Regions from separate parts of the Zea mays genome. Here regions 1 and 2 are each linked to region 3. The links are chromatin contacts, called in public Hi-C maps. All regions are on one chromosome and are shown on one strand. The core of a region is the stretch at or near the end of the contact, and the rest is flanking DNA. Distances in the headings are between cores, read along the strand shown. Region 1 holds the start of LOC103634940 (Protein translocase subunit SECA2 chloroplastic). Region 2 holds the start of LOC103634943 (homeobox-leucine zipper protein HOX29). Region 3 holds the start of LOC103634937.

What was found. Hi-C and Micro-C count contacts between places; a contact is called where the count stands out from the background.
Region 1: a Hi-C map of tassel shows a contact between it and region 3, with 2.2 times the contacts expected there. The contact joins the promoter of LOC103634940 here to the promoter of LOC103634937 in region 3. A contact is called at or near these places in 2 of 25 Hi-C or Micro-C datasets (endosperm and tassel).
Region 2: a contact with region 3 is called in a Hi-C map of tassel, with 2.8 times the contacts expected there. The contact joins the promoter of LOC103634943 here to the promoter of LOC103634937 in region 3. A contact is called at or near these places in 3 of 25 Hi-C or Micro-C datasets (bundle sheath, ear and tassel).

What each region holds. Positions count from the first base shown.
Region 1 is chr8:23,104,395-23,107,358 of Zm-B73-REFERENCE-NAM-5.0, reverse strand. LOC103634940 (Protein translocase subunit SECA2 chloroplastic) reads right to left here and starts at 1,541. Exons shown (of 7, transcript XR_004851907.1): 1 at 1-1,541.
Region 2 is chr8:23,256,609-23,259,343 of Zm-B73-REFERENCE-NAM-5.0, reverse strand. It overlaps LOC103634943 (homeobox-leucine zipper protein HOX29), which reads left to right and starts at 1,326. Exons shown (of 17, transcript XM_008657521.4): 1 at 1,326-2,060; 2 at 2,216-2,375; 3 at 2,488-2,597; 4 at 2,701-2,735. The coding sequence starts at 1,849.
Region 3 is chr8:22,780,775-22,783,535 of Zm-B73-REFERENCE-NAM-5.0, reverse strand. It overlaps LOC103634937, which reads left to right and starts at 1,392. Exons shown (of 6, transcript XM_020542406.2): 1 at 1,392-1,754; 2 at 2,557-2,677. The coding sequence starts at 1,435.

The sequences.
Region 1 (2,964 bases), core at 292-2,791, 320 kb before region 3:
TCTGACTCAACAGCACCAGAATCAACAAACATGGAGGATAACTCCCCAAGGAGTAAACATCTAAAACTCTTCTGAGCTGCAACATCATCATCAGGAGCTAAAGTAACATCACCAAATTTTGTCAACAAGCCTCTAATACATTTCCAAACATCAGCAATCTCTGGACGGGATTTTGGATCATATCTCAAGCACGATGCTATAACTGCAGCCAATGGTTCAAGTATAGTACCAAGCAATGTGGCATCAAGCCTTGTAACCACTTCCTTCTCCCAATCATCATACAGTCCTTCAGAGTTCCAACCTGCCACAGGCACAAGCTGTTCATCCCTAGTAAGAAGTGCCACGAACACACAACCCAACGACCAGATATCCGAGGTACAGCCAACCAAACCATCAAAATCACGACCCTCCGTCCGCAACGTGTCACCTAGCACTGCCGCCACCTCTGGAGCGATGAAAGCTCGAACACTGTTCGAGCTAGCCCCAGCTTGGACTCCCCGGCACAAGGCCAACGCCTGATTCAAATCAAGCATGCAGTGCCCAAAACGATCGAGGCAGAAGCAGTCCAGCCCGAGGCACCCCAGCACCAGCCCCTCGCTGTGCAACCCCATGATCACTTCACATGCCTCCATTACAAGGAATCCGGCCCGCACCACCGTCTCCTCTCTATTGATAATCTCCTCCTCCAACAATTGGGAAACCGTACGTGGGTGCCGTTCAGAGACCATCCATAGTGGCGGCGCGTGAGGGGACATCCAGACACCGTAGAGCCTGCTCACCATCCGTGCTAGCCTCGCGGAAGAGGCGATCAGACCGGCCAGCTCCTCCTTGGTCGCGTCGCTGAGCGCGTCGACCGCGGCGAGGACCCGCGTCGCGTGGCTGGGCCGGTAGAATTCGGCTTCCTGCTTCGTCGGGGGGACTGGTTGGGTCTCGATCGGGAGGAGGCTCACGGGGCGGCCCCGCGCGCAGAACCAGGGCGCGCCGAGGTCGGAGCCGAGGGATCCGAACGCGAGGTGGACGGGGCTTGGCTCGGAACCGAGCGGGGAGGCGGACTCGGGGAGGACGGCATGGCGGAAGCGCGAAAGGAGGCGCGAGTGGGCGGCGTGGAGCGGATGGGGGTGGGGAAGCGGCGCTGTGACGAGGGTGGCGGCGCTGAGAGCATGCGATGGGGAGGGGAGAAGAGTGAGGAGGGCGAGGTTTTTGGGGAGGGAGGAGGGGCCGAGCGCGCGGGCGTAGGGGACGCACTGGGAGCAGAGAGGGCAGCGGAGGGAGGAGGCGCCTGCGGCCGCGGAGGCGGGCGGGAGGGCCGCGATGCAAGACCCGCAGAGGGAGTGGCCGCACGGGAGGACGCGCGGCACAACGGAGGCCGCGTCGAATGGGGAGAGGCACACCGGGCACTCGGGAGGTTCTGCATCCACCGGTGGCGCTGTGGTTGGCATGGTCGTCGTCTCCTCGAATCGGCGAGACTGGAAGCCGGGCGGCGGCCTGCGGCCGGCGGGTAGATATTAGCAAGGTGTATTCGGAGTTGCGGAGAACATTTCTACTGTTTTTTGTTGACCAACGAACAGCAGCCAAACAAAGACTTTCCGTTCCGGTGTGCATGCTGCACACTCCCGTAGTCCCGTTATTCTAAATTTAATTAACTTGATTTATTAAAAAATCATAATTATTATTTATTTTTATTATCATATCGTCTAACATATAATATGCTTTTAAGTATGGCTTCAATTTTTTATTTTTTTTAAAAATGAATAAATCGAACCAATCAAACTTAGGAAAAAGTAAAACGAATTTATAAATTATGATGGAAGGAGTTCGTAAAAATAAAAAAGTTTGGTTTTAACCTCTTCTAGATGTCCAAACGTGACGTCCAGTCTGGCATGGGCATGCGCTCACCGGCCTATTCAGAGCGTGCCAGGTGCGACACGGGATCTCTCGACCAAAAGGCATGGCCCGGTGGGTACTCGAGCGGGTCATGTCATACCATTGGCCCTGACAGCCCATCAGTACAGGACCGGGGCTGGCCCGAAGATCACAGAAAATACATATATACTGGTATATAATAGAATTCACAAAAAACACAAAAGACCACACAAGAATTGAATGAAGGAATAATATTTGAGTTGTGTCGGGGACCATAATTAGGGGTATCCCCAAGACTCCTAATCTCAGCTGGTAACCCCCATCAGCACAAAGCTGAAAAGGCCTGATGGGTGCGATTAAGTCAAGGCTCGGTCCACTCAAGGGACACGATCTCGCCTCGCCCGAGCCCAGCCTCGGGCAAGGGCAGCCGACCCCGGAGGATTCACGTCTCGCCCGAGGGCCCCCTCAAGCAACGGACACACCTTCGGCTCGCCCGAGGCCCAGTCTTCGCCGAGAAGCAACCTTGGCCAGATCGCCACACCGACCGACCGTATCGCAGGAGCATTTAATGCGAGGATCGCCTCACACCTTATCCTGACGCGCGCTCTTCAGTCGACAGAGCCAAAGTGACCGCAGTCACTTCGCCGCTCCACTAACCGGCCTGACAAGAAGACAGCGCCGCCTGTGTCGCTCCGACTGCTGTGCCACTCGATAGAGTGAGGCTGACAGCAGCCAAGTCCGGCCTCAGGCGCCATAGGAAACTCCGCCTCGCCCGACCCCAGGGCTCGGACTCGGGCTCGGCTCCGGAAGACGACGAACTCCGCCTCGCCCGACCCTAGGGCTCAGACTCGGCCTCGGCCCCGAAAGACGACGAACTCCGCCTCGCCCGACCCCAGGGCTCGGACTCGGCCTCGGCTCCGGAAGACGACGAACTCCGCCTCGCCCGACCCCAGGGCTCGGACTCGGGCTCGACCCCGGAAGACGACGAACTCCGCCTCGCCCAACCCCAGGGCTCGGACTCGGGCTCGGCCCCGGAAGACGGCGAACTCCGCCTCGCCCGACCCCAGGGCTCGGACCCAGCCTTGGCCTCGGACGACGATC
Region 2 (2,735 bases), core at 77-2,576, 480 kb before region 3:
AGCAAGGGGAAAAAAAAAGAAGAAAAGCTCGGAATCTCTCCTAAAGCATGTGCAGAAAGCCCTCAATTATTTCGTGGTATAAACTAGCATCTCGCGCCCTGTTTCATTTCATCGAATTAAGGTCATGTTGGAACCCTACCTCTAATATAGTTAGTCATTAAAATTATTCACGGGGATTTTAAACACCCCAACTAATATTCAAGCGATTTTAAACACCCAAACTAATATTCAAGCGATTTTAAACACCCCAACTAATATTCAAGCTAATTAGTACCTAACATCTTAGCTAATAATTGGATCATTAGCTGGTTTAACCTAGCTAAAACCAGTTAAAAATTTGTAAAAGACCTTCCTATTCCTTTGAGACTCACATGTTCATCTACTCCTGTACGTGTCCTCCTTCCGCCTTGCGGGACCGCCCTCTCGTTGTTGCCCCCCCCCCCCCACACACACACACTGTCGACATCTCGTCCCCGCCACATCGCCTCCTTAATTAGTTTCATTATTCAAGAAATTTGTGTTTTTTACAAATTTATGTTGCTTGTGTCATGGTTAGGGTGTGAAATCCATTTAAATTTGAAAGAAAAAATATAAGAAAAAAAGAATTAGGGACACTCTCCGTCAGCTTAAGCTTTTGGTTTAAACTGGTTGGAACATGCAACTGAATATGATATCGCAGCCAGAGTTCTCAAGTTCGAATCCTGTTTAGCACAATTAAATAAAATAATTGTTATTCGCTCCTATATTTCACGTCAGGGACCTAAAAGAGGCTCGACGTGAGGAAAAGTATTAGAATATAACATAAGTGAATTCTCCACCTCCTTTCATCAGATTAAGTTTTTTGATTAAACTGATTAGTACATGCAACTTAATAGGGAAGTTAGCGGCCCGACCAACCTATTATTAATTTGGGGGTTCGAAATACAGCCCTAGCTAATAGTTAGCATCTCATTCCCGTTAACAATTTATTTATTAGCTGACCTATTAGCTTTAGGGTTTCTAACCAGGGCTGCGAAAATTCGAACTTTTTGGAGATAATTAAATATTCTATAGGTATGAAATATCTTATCTCTCCCTCTCTCTGTTTATTTATATAGTGATTTTTTTTTTAAAAAAAGTGGCGGCCATGGTATGGAATTGGAATGTAGGTACGGGTCTCCTGCTTTCGGCGAATATTGATGATATAATATTACCAGAAGAGATGTTTTGCATTGCAGCACGGAACCATCGTTTCGGCGAGCGGAAGAATTGAAGGCGGGCTCCACGGCCGATTCGATCGCCTCTCGTTTTCAAAGTACCAGTAGGATCGATCATATCGGCGAAGAAGCCCCACACATCAGCAGCCCAGCCCTTGCATGTGTGCCAGCACCAGCACCAGCAGGCAGAGGCTCCGGCCCGGCTCCAAATCCTCCTCGTGCTTGCCGATGTCCGGGCGTTAGAGGAAAGCGGCACCGGTGCTCCGGCCATATGGCCTCTCGCCCCCTCCTCCTCCGCCCATGACCGACCCCACCCGGCCCGGCCCTATTCTTCTACTACTCCCTACTCCACGGCTACGCCCACGCACATGCCTCCCACACCCTCATCACTTGCATTGAGCACCACGTCGTCGAGCTATCTGAGCACAAGTGCTACTAAGCTAGTAGCCACCACCTGCTATAGGAGTATAGGCTATAGGCCTATAGCTACCAGAGCCGCCAGCTGCCAGAGCTGTAGCTCAGCTAGCTAGTAGGAGAGTAGGGGGTCGTCGTCTGGGTGTTGCTGGCCGCTCGATCGAGTACTCAGTTGTTGGCTGCTGTGCCATTGCGACGGCGGCCGGCGGGCCGGGGAGCGAGCGCGAGTCGGAGGCAGATGGTGACGGCCAAGGAGGCCGCGGCGGCGGCGGCGGCCATGGACGCCAGCAAGTACGTGCGGTACACGCCGGAGCAGGTGGAGGCGCTGGAGCGGCTCTACTACGAGTGCCCCAAGCCGAGCTCGCTGCGCCGCCAGCAGCTGGTCCGCGACTGCCCCGTCCTCGCCAGCGTCGACCCCAAGCAGATCAAGGTCTGGTTCCAGAACCGCAGGTACGGTACGGCCGGTAATTATCACACCACACGTGACGTGAGCCACTCCTCCTCTCCTCTGGCGCCGGCTCTGTCCACCCGCGCGCGTACCGTCGTCGTCCTCCATGGCCCCGAACTAACCGATCTCCACCGGCGCGCATCACGCACGCACGCAGGTGCCGGGAGAAGCAGCGGAAGGAGTCGTCCCGGCTGCAGGCGGTAAACCGGAAGCTGACGGCCATGAACAAGCTGCTCATGGAGGAGAACGACCGCCTGCAGAAGCAGGTCTCGCAGCTCGTCTACGAGAACGGCTACTACCGCCAGCAGACGCAGAGCGTACGCGTACTCCCCCTCATCGCTCAACTCCTTCTCCCTCTCCCTCACCTTCCATTCCAGGCAGCAGCACCGCTGTGCTTGTGTTCACCCCTCCGCCGTTGCTTTGCTGCAGGCGGGGCTGGCGACCACGGACACGAGCTGCGAGTCGGTCGTCACCAGCGGCCCCCAGAACGTGGCCGCGGTGCTGCCACAAGCCCAGCCGCGCGACGCGGGCCCTGCCGGGTACGTACTACTTAGCCCGTGCCTGCCTTTTTTTGCCTTTATTTTGCCATGGCAGTATGGCTGGCACCAACCTGCAGTATCCATGAGCGTCTCTTCTCTGCAGGCTCATGTCCATAGCGGAGGAGACACTGACGGAGT
Region 3 (2,761 bases), core at 143-2,642:
AGAAAACATGCTTATGCACTATGGGCCTGTCAGGCCCAAGCAGCATCCCATGCCATTGATTTTGGACGCCTGATGGCTACGATGGAATGCCTGGCAGGCATCTGCCTGGGAGGTTGCAATCCAAACTGCCCATTGTGCCTCATGTGATGTGAAGCAATTTAATATGTTCTTTGTTGATGATATTTCCTAATGCCTGTGGTTCAAAAATCAATGTTCTCTATTTGATAACTAGAATGTGAAGTGATTTACTTTGTTCTTGTTGTTGTTTCTCAAAAGATATTCTCTGTTAGGTAACCAGAATGGTTGTCATTTGGGAAATCAGCTCCTATTGCAATTGTTATCTATGATGGGTTTTCCTTAATTATCCATCTATTCTACTGGGTGCTTGTGGTTCAAAAAACAATGTTCTCTATTTTATAACTAGAATGTGAATTGAGTTATTCTGTTCTTGTTGTTGTTGTTCCTTAATGCCCGTGGCTCAAAAGATGTTCTCTGCTAGATAACTAGAATGGTTGTCATTTGGGAAACAAACTTCTATTGCAATGTTTATCTATGATGGGGTTTCCTTAATTATCCATATATTCTACTGGGTTTTCCTTAATTGTCAATTGATCCAACTATTCTATTCTCATTGGTAGTTCGCAAGTTAGGTCTGGTGTGCACTGCGCAAGATCATGGGTGTCGAGCGGTTCGCGCGTGCATCGGCTGGACGTGCTCTAGCACCGCCAGAGTGAGAAGCTGCAGCAGCTCGTGGATCGAACGAGGCCTAGAAGGTACGATTTCCCTGCCTGCTTCTCGGTCTCTCTCGCTTTTGTCAATTCTCCTCTCGCTTTTGTCAAGATCATGGGTGACTGATGCTTGTTAGTGTGGTGCCTTGGCGAGAGTTTGGCTACCAGGTTAGGATTGATTGCTGCGTTGAGGTGCATACACTATTCAGAAATTAGCAGTATGCTCAATCGCTTGTAAAACAGTTTCATTGTTCGTAAGTAGCATTATGCTCGATCTCTTGTAGTATGATTGTGCAATTTCCCTTTTGCAAAATGGTTGATAGTGACCTACGTGAGTAATTAATTATTTTAAGGGCTCATTTGGAGCGGAGGAAATTTTCCCGTTTCTTGCGTTTTTCCTGTGAAAACGAACTGATTCTTGTATGATTCCTCTAAAATTATGTTTAATACTAATTTTTAACTCTCGTGGCAACGCACGGGTATATATCTAGTGATTAATGAAGGGAAAAGACGACTTTTAGCATTATTGTTTACGTAAAATGGACATTTGTTTAATATGAATAAGGTCTGGCCTACAAATGACCCTGAGAAAACGGCCCATAATCACAATGACGGCCCAGCAGCGGAACTCTAGGCCTCCACTCCACTCCACGCTCCGCCGCAAGCATCCAACTGAGCCCGCAACCAGCAGCATCTCCCCGCCCGCATGGATCTCGCCGCCGACTTACCCCCGACGCGGGGCCGAGGCGGCCCCGGCGCGGGGCCCGTCGCGCTCGCTTCCGCTCTGCTCCGACGCGAGAACCACCGGCGCCGCGCGCTCGCCTGCGGGGCCGTCCTCGCCTCCGCGCTGCTCCTCGTGGCCACGCCGCGGTTCCGCCACACCCCTGCGCTCCACCTATTCGCCGACATGCGCAATCTCCTCGGCGTGCCCAACACGCTCAACGTGCTCACCGCCTACCCGCTTCTACTCGCCGGGGTCCCGGGCCTCGTCCTCTGCCTCTGCGGCAGCGGGTGCTTCGGCGTCAGGTGCCCCCCTTGGCCCTTACCCTACCTTTGTTTGATGAAATGTCTAAAGAAGTTCGTCTTATGTCCTAGTTTAGTAATTTGCTTACACCTGAGTCAAGTGAACAGATCGATGATCCTTAAATTGAATAATTTTTTTTTGGCTAACCAATGCTTTTGGCATAGTAGTTGTAAAATAGTCCGATCTTTTGAGTCTTGCTTGAAAGCTTCGGAACTCAGAAGAGGTCAAGAGGAGGCAATAGGTGTTTTTTTTTTCTATTATGTCCGAATGAGGTTCCACTAATCCTGTGGATTTTTAAGTTAAACGAGATGGCACTCATGAATCATGTTGAGAACCTTTGCTTATACGTCTTCTAGCCATCTGCTTGCTTGCTTGAGGAAATGCTTTGCTTCAGAATGTGCAATTTAATCTTGCCATATTATAGAATGGCTGGGTAATGGGGATTTGAATCATGGGCGTTCAATTAAAAGTAGGTTGATATGCTTCAATGGAAGCCAATAAATGAAATGTGTGCGATCCTCCTACTTTTTCAGATAAGCCTCTTCATGTGAAACTAATCTGGTTTTCTGTGAGGTGTGCTGCTTCAAGAACTTTTTCTATCGCTCATGGCAACACTCATTGCCTTGGATTAAATTTCACAAATTGATAACATGCCACTTTGTGGAATCAAGTAGCTTTAAACTATATATGATTTTCTGTGAGGTGTGCTGCTTCAAGAAATTTTATATAAGGAATGACAGCATACTCGTTCCCTTGAAATAAATTTAAAAATTTGATAACATGCCATTTTGTGGAATCATGTAGCTTGAGGTGGGAGGCCTCGGGATGGTTTCTCTTTTATGCTGGGAATGTAGCAGCAGCATTTGGCTCAGCTTACTATCACCTCAAGCCAGATGATGACCGCTTAATATGGGACAGGTTGCCGGTACCTGAACACTACTTTCTTGCTGTCACCTTTTCCTCTACTGTTTACTCATTCCTTTTGTTTTGGCATGGTTTGGATTCCTTT